2 separate regions of the Gossypium hirsutum genome follow, and region 1 is linked to region 2. A link is a contact called in public Hi-C data. All regions are on one chromosome and are shown on one strand. The core of a region is the stretch at or near the end of the contact, and the rest is flanking DNA. Distances in the headings are between cores, read along the strand shown. Region 1 holds the start of LOC107897645 (histidine-containing phosphotransfer protein 1). Region 2 holds the start of LOC107897637 (NADH dehydrogenase [ubiquinone] 1 alpha subcomplex subunit 8-B).

What was found. A called contact is a pair of places that touch in the nucleus more often than the background predicts.
Region 1: a contact with region 2 is called in a Hi-C map of leaf, with 2.7 times the contacts expected there. The contact joins the promoter of LOC107897645 here to the promoter of LOC107897637 in region 2. A contact is called at or near these places in 3 of 34 Hi-C or Micro-C datasets (callus and leaf).

The regions. Positions count from the first base shown.
Region 1 is chrA10:23,698,417-23,703,977 of Gossypium_hirsutum_v2.1, forward strand. LOC107897645 (histidine-containing phosphotransfer protein 1) reads right to left here and starts at 2,348. Exons shown (of 7, transcript XM_016823162.2): 1 at 2,168-2,348; 2 at 1,910-1,990; 3 at 1,635-1,765; 4 at 1,485-1,553; 5 at 1,242-1,313; 6 at 1,088-1,160; 7 at 667-995. The coding sequence starts at 1,969. The coding sequence ends at 936.
Region 2 is chrA10:23,401,056-23,406,952 of Gossypium_hirsutum_v2.1, forward strand. LOC107897637 (NADH dehydrogenase [ubiquinone] 1 alpha subcomplex subunit 8-B) reads left to right here and starts at 2,194. Exons shown (of 3, transcript XM_016823154.2): 1 at 2,194-2,328; 2 at 2,411-2,650; 3 at 3,594-3,975. The coding sequence starts at 2,463. The coding sequence ends at 3,726. LOC107897638 (50S ribosomal protein L33) reads right to left here and starts at 2,280. Exons shown (of 2, transcript XM_016823155.2): 1 at 2,062-2,280; 2 at 371-682. The coding sequence starts at 2,173. The coding sequence ends at 504.

The DNA.
Region 1 (5,561 bases), core at 1,098-3,597, 300 kb after region 2:
TTTGCAGATCAATTGGGTAGTCAAAACCGGTCCGCTGTATTAGGGAGCTATGATGAATAAAGAACTGTGTGGAATACACCAAATCAAACGGCTTTATGGTTAAATCTGATATATTGGCAGCCGACAAAGAGACGGTCCCAACAGATTTATGGTTAACATTTTGTGAAAGACATCATGAACCGTAGTAACATTTGTCTGCCACTTAAATAATCAAATCAAAACCCCACAATTCTCTTGTTGCCAGTTTATATCTTTGAACCACTAATGCCAACATGTTATTGTCCTCCAGGACTAACAACAGTTCTTTTGTTTCTTTTCTCTATAATTGACTAATAACAGTTATAATAGAAGAAACGACAGTTAAATGTGGAACATGGCAAGAAAAGACAAGCTTTGCTCATGTCTCCTGGGATATTTTTCCACAAGGGGGAAACTTTAGTAGGAAATGGAATCAAGGGGTAAAAACTTCAGACAACTAAAACAATGATGATGGCCATAACCCTACTTTGGGGGATTATGTGCCAGCAATTCAGCATTTAGCAATATCGAACCCCGCCCCCCCTACGGAGTGTCTCATGCACTGTTAACATCATTTTATCGATATTCCTACACTACATGCATAGATATTGTCGATAAACACGAGAGCAACGAATAGCATTACAAATCTAGAAGCAATTCCAGTGTTCACCAACTGGAACAATAGTTCACATTCATGGAAGAAACAGTATTAATTGAAGAGGAAATTTATCAACAGAAAGGTTCTTTTAGAAGTTATTTGGAGTGAAACTAGTATGAAATCTCTTCTTTCATGAACATCAAACAACCACAAACTCACTGGTAAGATTAAATAAAAAAGAGAAACCTTAAACACCATATGTTCCTATTGTATAAACCACCCCCAAAATCATTCTTTCCCCCCTTCATGTTTATGGTCCTCAAAAACCCAGTTCAATCATCGGAATCGACCCACCAGCCGCCACGATTTGCTGCTCTAACTGCGTTAACCGGGAAAAGAAAAGCATAAGAAAAAGTGGTTTTATAACTTAAGTACAACTATTTCCTTTAAGCAAAAAACTAGTGCACTAACCCTGAGCATAGTTTCAAGCTTGTTCTTCACAAGGTAATACTCTTGTTTCACTTGTTGAAGACATCTCAGTGTCCTGCAATGTTTTCAAGAACATCGTATCGAAATCTATAATATATGATAAAACGAAAAACTAGAGTGAAGTAAAGAGACTCACGCATCGATGTTCTGCTCCTCGCAGAAGCTACGAAAAGCAATGCAAGCATTTTTAACTCTCTGTGCACCAATGCTGTTGACACACACACAACAATTGATTGTTTAATCAAACAACTTGAACATTTCAAGATTTTGTTCATTTTTCATGTTTTTTAGCCTTGTTTTTCTAGAATGGTTAGATCTAACAAGTTTAGTCAACTTTTGTAATGAAACTATGGGATCATATTGTTCTAAGGCTTTGAACCTGGAACTGCTACCCTTCAATTGATGAACATGAGCATCAACTTTTTTGAAATCTACACTTGGCTGATCTCTGTATAAGAAAAAAGACATGTTTAATGGAGAAAAAAAAACATCCATGGCAGAAAACAAAAGGAAAAGGTGAGTTTCTTACAAAGCCATGGTGAGATCATTAAGAAGTTTCTCTGAATCATCAAAGAAAAGAGACACAACTTCAACAACAAAATCTGGGTTGCTCTCATCTTGAAGCTGTTGAAGCTGCAAAAACTGAGCATCCAAGAAACCCTTGTCCCAACAAAAAAAAAGGTACAAAAGTAAGGAAAAACCAAACATACCAAAACAAGAAGAAGAAAACAAGGACAAAAGAAAAACGAGATTTTTGTTAATAGATTTGTACATTTGAAGTTGATTTTTTTAATGGGATTTTACCTCCATAAACAAGGATTTTGTGTAGTCCACCAATCTTCTCTGCATCTGACCCACTTCCATTCTCTTTAGCCTTTGTTCTCTCTGCACATACAAAGAACTTTTCCCACTAATCAAAGCTAATGACCCAACAAAAGGTCAAAACCTCAAAGCTTGTGGCTTAAATTTAGATGTTTAGGGATGAAATGAAATGCAATAATAGCACAAAAATAAAGAACAAAAAAAGGCCCAAGAAAAGGGTATAAATGCTTTTTTGCAAACCTTTGAAAAGGATTTGATGTGAATTTAATGTTATTCCCTTTGGCTCTATTTTCTTTTGAGCTATTACTGTTTTCAGTTTTCTATTACAAAATCATACTCCCTCCTTTATTTTGCTCTCTCTCTCTCTCTCTCTCTCTTCTAAATTATTTAAACACGAATGGAAATTTTATGGTTAATTTCCTTTTTTATGTTGCCAACACATCACAATATATACTTTTTATTAAAAATAAGTTTTATTTATCATTACAATATAATTTTTATATTTCAATTATAAATTATTTATTCATAAAAAAGGAAAAGGACAAATTTTTTATTTTATAAAATTACTATCAATGACTGCGTTTTAATTTAAATTAGTATAGAAATTAGTATTTGTTTTTTTTATATTTCTTTATCAAAAAATTAAATATTATTATACTGTGTATAGAAATTATTTATATATTTTAAAAGACATAGCATGCTGACTTGTCATATCTTAATTTTAAATGTTTATTATTTATTAACTTATTGTAGGATCAAATTATTGCTATAAATAACTGGATTACATTTCCATTTTAATTTTTATCATAATAAAATATCATAATGACCCCATAAATTTGTTGATGAGAAACGTTAGGAATTTCCACAATTAAATTATTGACAGTTATGTTATCCATAATAAATTTGACTTTTCTAAACTATTTTTCCGAGATGTAGATTTTGAGTGTCTCTATAAAGATTATCTTTATCAAAAGTGTCCCTATAAAGATTTAATTTATCATGAAAATATATATACCAATTATATATGCTTGAAAATTAAAAACAATAATTACTAATAAAGCTACATTCTAATCATTTTTCTAAAAAAAATTATAAATTTGTGAGTATATTATTGGTAGTTAAGTTGGTAACGAATGTCAAATGTGAGACTGGTAAATTTATAATTTAGTCACTTAAATATAAGTAAGTTTACAATTTGGTCATTTAATTTCAAAAGATTATAAGTTTATTTTTTAACAATTCGTAACTTTACAAATTTACACTTTGGTCACTCAATCTTCACACCATTACTCTCTAACCTAATAGTCCAAACAATATCAACAATAACTCAAGCCCAAACCCTAGCAAAGCCACTGTCAACCCCACGCCCTCACATTTAAACCAACCAGCTCAACAGCCTCACATCATTAATGTACTCACCATATTTCCCCTTCAGTCAAAACCATAAACCAAGAAAATCCACAACTAAACCATTCATAAGCCTTCCCTTGAACCAACAAACAAATATTACCACATCCAAAGCAAACAAAAATATATATAAAAAAAACGAAAGTTTATTGCTTTAGCGAGCCCCAAATATCACTTACAAAAACAAAGAAAAGATAATAAAAATATCAAAAAAAGATAGACTCAAACATACCAAATCAAGTTAAAAGTTAGTTAGAAAGTTTCAAGCAATAGAAACTCAATTTAAAAGGTTGAAAAGAAAGTCTTGTTTAGAAGAGGAACATATTGAATTTAAGCATCCATTCGACGATAATAAATGAAGATTAGAGAGATTTTTCATTAGGATTTTGAGTTTAAATCAACAAAATTTCAAGCCATTTAACATGCTAAATGTGGCTACTCGCTTCCTTAATCCCTAAGAGCATCATCTTATTATTATTATGAATTTTACATGGAAATAGGCCAACATTTTGTTTGAATTGAATATCAAAATAAATTAATTTTAACCAATTAGTCCGTTATTTGTTTTGTGGCAAAAATGTGCATCAAGATTATTGGACGGTGGAGTGAGCGTAAATGATGAGCATTGCATGGTCCACAAGCATTCATCTCCCCACTAATTTTAATGTTTGTTTTTAAGATATTGAAAGAATCTTGTGAGGGCACATCAAGATTTACTACAGCTAATCTTAGTTCTATACCAACTTGTCTTTTCATCAATAAACAAGGGACAGCTGGACCTACAACCAGCCATTATCGTTGAGACAGAATCCTTATCGTTTGTTTGTTTTTTTATTTTATTAATTTAAAAAACTGGAGAGGTTATCTTAGTCAACATTTTCAAAATAACGTCTAATTCAATTTATTCAAATAAATAAATTAATATATTTAAAAATATATATTAAAAAGAAAATTTGATTTAATTATAGGTTTAATCAAATTTATTCAATTCATATCGATTCATAAATTAATTAGTCCAACCATTTATTCTGAATAGATTTTTATTCTAAACTTAAGACATATCGTTAATTTTATAGAGAATTCAAAGTGAGATTAAAGATTAACTAAAAAATAGATATTTGTTGAAACTCAAATCTTAAATTTTATTACAATGTTAATGAATGGTGAATCAATTAAATCAAGTCATATTAATAATATTTTATTAATTTTTTTATTTTCTCAACAATTATTTTTTTTATAGTTTGTGTGTTGTAGAGAATATTATATATAATATCATGGAAGATTACATTGAATAATGTTATGGTGGATATTCCATTACTTGCACTTTGGCCTTAAAATCACAAAAACATGTCCTCCATCCCATTGTTTATAGAAGATACGATAATATTTAGTCGATTTAATAATTCTGAATACAACAAAAGAAAAATATATAATATGACATAAACAGGAAAGTTTCAAGCACTAATTGATGTTAATTATAAAAAATAATATTTTTTATTATAGGTTTTGATTATATATATATTTTTATACAATGCTTAGAATCCCAACTCATAAATAGGAAGATAACACAATTCAATGCACTCGAACTTACGTCTTCCTGTATTGACATTAATATACATACCAATCAACTTTATTTTTTAAAATTATAATTTAATGTTAATCTTCTAATCTCCCCCATGAACATGAATAGACAAGTGTTGATATTTATTTAATAACACTAGTCTTTATATTAATGTGAGATGATGGTGTGGTAATTAAAATATTTTTAAAATAAAAAAATATGAATAGATCTTAAATAAAATAATTTAATACGAAACAAAATTATGTCTATTGTGTTCAGATTTTGAAATAAAGGAGCGTTGTGTCTATATTAAAATCGCAATAAACTGTTTCAAAACTTTTTGTGGGTTATCTAAATTATATATAGTTTTATTTACATTAAAGTTAGAAAAATGTTGACAATAAACATAATATTCCGTAAATTTTAATGTGAATTTTTTTAAAACATTAAATGAATGTTTGTAATTGATAACAAATATAAATTACCATAAATAAATTAATATAAGTGTAAGCAAAATTTGAATTGAGTAATGAAAACACTCATTTCACATGGTTTTACCGTTATTCCCTACTTTTAATATTGTATAAAAAATAATTTGTGTATTACAAATTGTTGGGGACAAACTCGGTTAAGTAACGAACAAGTAAAATAACGAAGGAATTGAAA
Region 2 (5,897 bases), core at 944-3,443:
TTAAGTTTCAGTGTTTTTTTTTTCGTTAATTTGTCGACACATTTAAAAAATTTTAACTAATCTATAATTTTTAATATAATTTTATATTTTTTTTTAATATTTTTATAAGAAAAAAAAGTAGAGGTCAAATTGATAACAGTGGTAAAGATTGAGAGGCTAAATTTGTTATTGTAAATAATTTTTTAGTAGAGCTAACTGAAAATGAGGGACCAAACTTAAGCAAATAAAAGTAGAAAGACAACCCACACAAATCAACAAGTACAGGGATTATCCTCATAATTTAACCTAAAATATATGTTTTGCTCATTGACCGTCTCTTTAAATGATGCATTTAATACATGATAATGCAAGCTTTGGAGGCTTAAACAAATTTGACAAAACACGATCATCTTTCATTCCAGTTCGCATAATTTGGTATCTTCTACCAAAAACAGTACGGCTACATCAATCTAAAAAGTCAATAAGTTGAGAACGGAATAGCTGCAAGCAAAATAACAGGTTCCTTATTTCATTTTTTGCTCTGTAAAAAGAACATGGCGATTTACCCGGGGATCATACTTGCGGAACTCGAGTTTCTCAGCCACTTTCTTAGCACTTTTCCTCTTCACGTAGAAGAATCCAGTCCCAGCAGCCGAGACAAGACGGATAAACATAAAAGTCTTTTTCTTCTTGTCGCCCATCTCTATACATACACAAGAAAACACCAACCTAATCAGTACGAACGGATGCATTTTTATAACATAAACAGCACAAAACATCCATCCTTACATGCATGTTGTATATATGTATGAAGAAAACCGTACTTATTATGTTTTGCCCACAGTTATAAATGCACACAATTTAAACATGGCATCGGAGTGAGTGAGCAACGGATTTGAGTCCAAATGCATACCATGAGCAACAAAGAGGTCCAATGATAACACATAAAGCCCTCCACACCACACCATCATATCCCGCATCACTCAAAACATATTCAAGTGTTTACTGGCGACCAACAAACCTAGTCAAGTTGACAATTTCTTTTACAGAGTCCACCTCAGTGTGAATAACAAAGAGATTCTCTAGACAATGAATTTTATTTAACTTATAAACTTTGCAGAAGGGGGGAAGAGTTATAAAGTGTTAAAGAGACAAATAAAATGCTCACACTAAATTTGGGATTAAAAAAAAAAGATAGCTGCTGTTGCAAATAAGAATAAATTAAGTCGGAATTTATTCTAATATTCAGGGGTTTAAGACACTTTTAACGATTCTAAGGTCTGGAATTCCCTTTGACGAGTTCCCCTTGTTCATTATGGGTCATCCCACGAAAGAAACAGAAACAAAGGGAAAAGATCAGTTAAGTCAAACAAATTTCCTACAAATCATCCAGTGACTCGATCCGTAACTTGGGACTGTAACACAATGCCTTGACAACCCTGGCTCTCCAAGAGAAAATCATAAAATAATCACCTGGTTGCTAATCAATCACCATTTCAGCTTACCAGCTTCACCTAAGCAAGTCTAGAATGCAAAGGAAGTGAGCCTGATATCCAATCCTTTACTTCATTATATCAATCCCCCCAACCCGAGCAAATTATGTAATATTCAATGTCAAAACATCCTGTCCATTTCAAAACAAAAATGGATTCTAGCAATAATTCAGAACTGACAATCAATCACCAATTCTTTCAGGTTTAAAGGCATTATCTAAATGAGCCAAGGGACATTGCTCAAAATCATGCCTTTCTTTGTCATATCCAAAACCAACCCAACCCAACCTGACAATTTAAGTTTGATCATTGATGCCAAACATGTATAGTAATATAAAGAACGGTCACTCCAATTGCAATAGGCAAAAGAAGGAAAAAGGAAATTTCCTATGCAACAATGAAACGGAAAAGAAAAATGAAATCTTTTGCCTACACTTTTCAAGGGGTAAAGTCAATTCGAAGATCTCTACAAATTTCAGCAAATTCAACATTTTATCCATAAAAAAACAGATGAAAAACTAAGCAAAGAAGAGAGCTAAGGAAGTCACTTTAACATTAAATCAAATCACAATAATTTAATTTAACTTACCCTTAAATTGTCTCGGAAAATGACTGCTTTGGTGATTGGCACAAAAGAGAAAAGAAAACTGAAGAAAGCAAGGGTTTTGGGATTGGAAGCATAAAACCCCAAAAAGAAACATGGAATGACGTAAATACCCTTCAAAGCAAAAATGAATTACCAACCAACTCCACCGTTTACGTCTGTTTAAACAAAACCATAACTCTTCACTCTTGAGTCCTTTACAACCCTATTCTCTATCTCAGTGTTTAAGTGAAAACCCTTTACTTGATTAAGGTAAGAGATTAATTCCCAGTAATTTTTCCCTTTTTTTCATCTTGATTGATGAAATTTTGACATCTTTTCATTGTTGATGCAGAAAGAAGCGATCTTTTTATTTTTTTTATTTCTTTCTGGGTTCGGTGGCGGAAATGGCGAAAGTGGTGGATGCGACGGGGGAACCGATCCCAACGTCGTCGGTGCTGATGTCATCAGCAAAGCACATAGAGATTAAATGTATGTCCGAAAACGTGGAGTTCCTCAAGTGTAAGAAGAAAGATCCCAACCCTGAGAAATGTCTCGATAAGGGCCGCCAAGCTACTCGCTGTGCCCTTGGAGTGTAAGCATTTTTTTTTCAATTTTCAGTTTTTCCCATTTTGAATTTCTTTGTGGGTTTTTCTTGCTCAATTGGTTCGTATATGACAATGTTGGAATTGAAAGGGAATTAAAACTGGGAAATGAAATTAACTAGGAAAATGTGTGATAATTAGGATTATTGGTTTTAATATCTTTGTAATGGAAATTTTGGAACAGGTTTTTTAGGAGGTTTTATACTGTGAAAGTGTGGTTAAAAGGATAGGGATAGGTCATTTCTCTCGAAAGTATCCATATCGATATAGGTACGGGCATATCCTCGAGAAACATAGGGTTTATCTCTTTGGGTAGGCGGGGCGGGGAAATGATCATCTCTCATTTGGTAACTTTGTGTTTCAATTAGCAATGGAAACTTCAAATGAATCCATGTTAAGTCTCCCTATGATTAGGCGAAATAGATTCATGTGTAACCGAGCCATTGAATCTGATGTTTTTTCTTCCTCTTTATGTTAGTTTGATTCTTTTTTAGATCTATTTACTGAAAACCAACTGAGTTTTAATAGGTTTTCGGCTTTCTGTTTGTGTTTGATTGTAAAAATGGGGCTTCCCACTTCTCCAATCAAGAGTAAGACATTTGCCGCATTCACTTGATTTGGGTTTATAGCATTTTGTAGCTTAAAAAATGCCTCTGAACACTGAATATTTTGCGGTTCTTACTCTATGTTATCGAACTTGGTTCGTGTGTCAAATATAGGTATGTTCCATCTTTATTCTTTTAAGCTTTTCTATGTGTTTGGAGGAACTTAGGTGAATCCTATCTTTGTACCCTTGTCCGGATATTTTAAAAAGCACATTTTTGGGGGGGAACTCAAAGCATTACTCGAATAGGTGACTACATTGTGCATTACTGTTACCCTTTCCGTTTCTTTTTTAATCTGAATTATGGAATGTTGGACCGCGTGGTGCAGGCTAAAAGATCTGTATCAGAGATGCAAAGACCCCATGGAAGCTTATGTGGGATGCATGTATTACTACACAAATGAGTTCGATTTATGTTGCAAAGAGCAACAAGCCTTTGAGAAAGCTTGCCCTTTGGACTGACTTCGGCTTTCTGCAGCAGCCAGCAGCTGGCACTCATCAAACACATTCTCTTTTCATGCTTGAATTATGAATAAGTTAGGTCCAGTTTGCATTGAACAAGAACTGTCCCATTATATATGCTTTCGGCATTGTATCCCCTCATGTATGGATAAAAAGACTGTTCTTGCCAAAATTCTCTTTTTTCTATTTTCATCCGAAAATGACTCCATTTTTTTAAACATAATTCATGATGAGTGTGATTCTCGTTCATGATCTTCTTCCCTTCATTCATGCATATCTTTTCCTTTTTTTTTCTTTCTGATCAGCTGCTAAAGGAAATATATGCTACAGCAAACAAAACTAAAACAATAGTAAGTAAATTGGCGCTGGTGTATCCTCGTTTCGCTTTATTTGTTTATTAAATGGGATAAATATTAAAACTATATATGAATTTTGATTTTGTGTAATTTTATACATTAAATTTTAATTTAATCTAACTTTTGTAAATTATTAATATAACATTATTTTTTGTTAATATATTATACATAAATAATTATATTCAGAAATAAATTGATGTATTTATTTCTTTAAATGTGTATGATTAAATCAAAATTAAAGTTTCAAGTATACATTTGAACTACAATTAGAGTTTCACATTTATAATTGCACTAAATTAAAGTTCATGTAAGCAATTGCACATTAAATCAAGATTCAAGTATAATTTTGAGATTTATCACTTTATAATTTGTTTCTTATTTGTTAGTAATATACCTAATAATCTCACCATTTATTTAACATTAGTTTCTAATGTTGCATGTGATTTTACGTGTTTAATTTTTTTTTTATAAATTAAAAATAAATAATATATAATATATACAATATATTTAATGTAAGTAATATTTAAAATAAATAATATTTTATAAATAAAAATTTGAAAATAGTATAGAAATTTAGAAATATATTAAAAAGTAAATTATAATATTAAATTAAAATTAAAAGTGGTAAAATAAAATGTATAAATTATAATAATGATTCATGATAAGTACAATATATATTTACACTAAATTGATTAAATATGAAATATATTTACATTAAATAATAACCACATTTAATAATAGTGATTAAAAAAATAATTATTGAAATCTTATATGGTAAATTCCGTTTACTTTTTTAAAAAAATATCTCACCCGTTTAATCTTCATGATATTTACATTAAATTAATAGACATATTTAATAATAGTAATTAAAAAATAATTTTTGAAATTTTATATGATAAATATTTTTTACTTTTTTAAAAATCTCTCATTTGTTTACAACTTAATGTATAATAATAACAATAATAAGGTAAAAATAAAGTATAAAAGAGTAATTTAGATGTGTTCATGGGTTGAGTTCGAGTCAGGCCTAAGCATGATATAAATATACTTTATGCTTGCTCAAGTCCAGCCTGACTTGAATTTTGGGCTTAAAATTTTTCCTAAACTCGTCCATATTTGTAAAAGGCTAACCCAAGCCCATTTTAGGCCCACCGATATTTTTTTATTTTTTAAGATATATTTATATTGTTTTATTTTAATATTTAATAATTTTATACATTTTTTATTTATTGAAAATTTCTATATAATCATCTTAACATTTTTTTATTAATGTTTACATTAGAGTAATATTATATATTTAGTATAGGTTTATTTTTTTAATGTGTTCTAAATTACATAATATATAAAAATAACATAATATAATGTATTATAAACTTAAAACAGGTCAGGTTGGGCCAAGTTTGGGCTTTAAATGTTCAAGCTCAAACCCGACCCATATTTTAACTAGGCTTAATTTTTTTCCAAAGCTCATTTTTTAGGCCTAATATTTTTACCCAAACCCTTTCAAATTTTAGGTGAGCCTTCAAGCCTGGGCAGATAGCTCAGCCCATGAACAGGTCTAGAGTACTTCTTCGCACGGAATAAATAGCTTATAAAAAATTTAATTAAAATGATCTTGCATATCTATCCGATGTCATTTTTGTCCAAATCTTTCTTTTTGAGATTCTATGCTACAAATTAATGCTATTTATAGATCTAAACTTAAATTTTAATTGAAATATAAGCCTAATGTTAATTAAGAGATAAAATCAATCTCTATTTATATACTTAGACTTCTATTCAAGTTATAACTTTATTTTTTATGTTAATAAATAT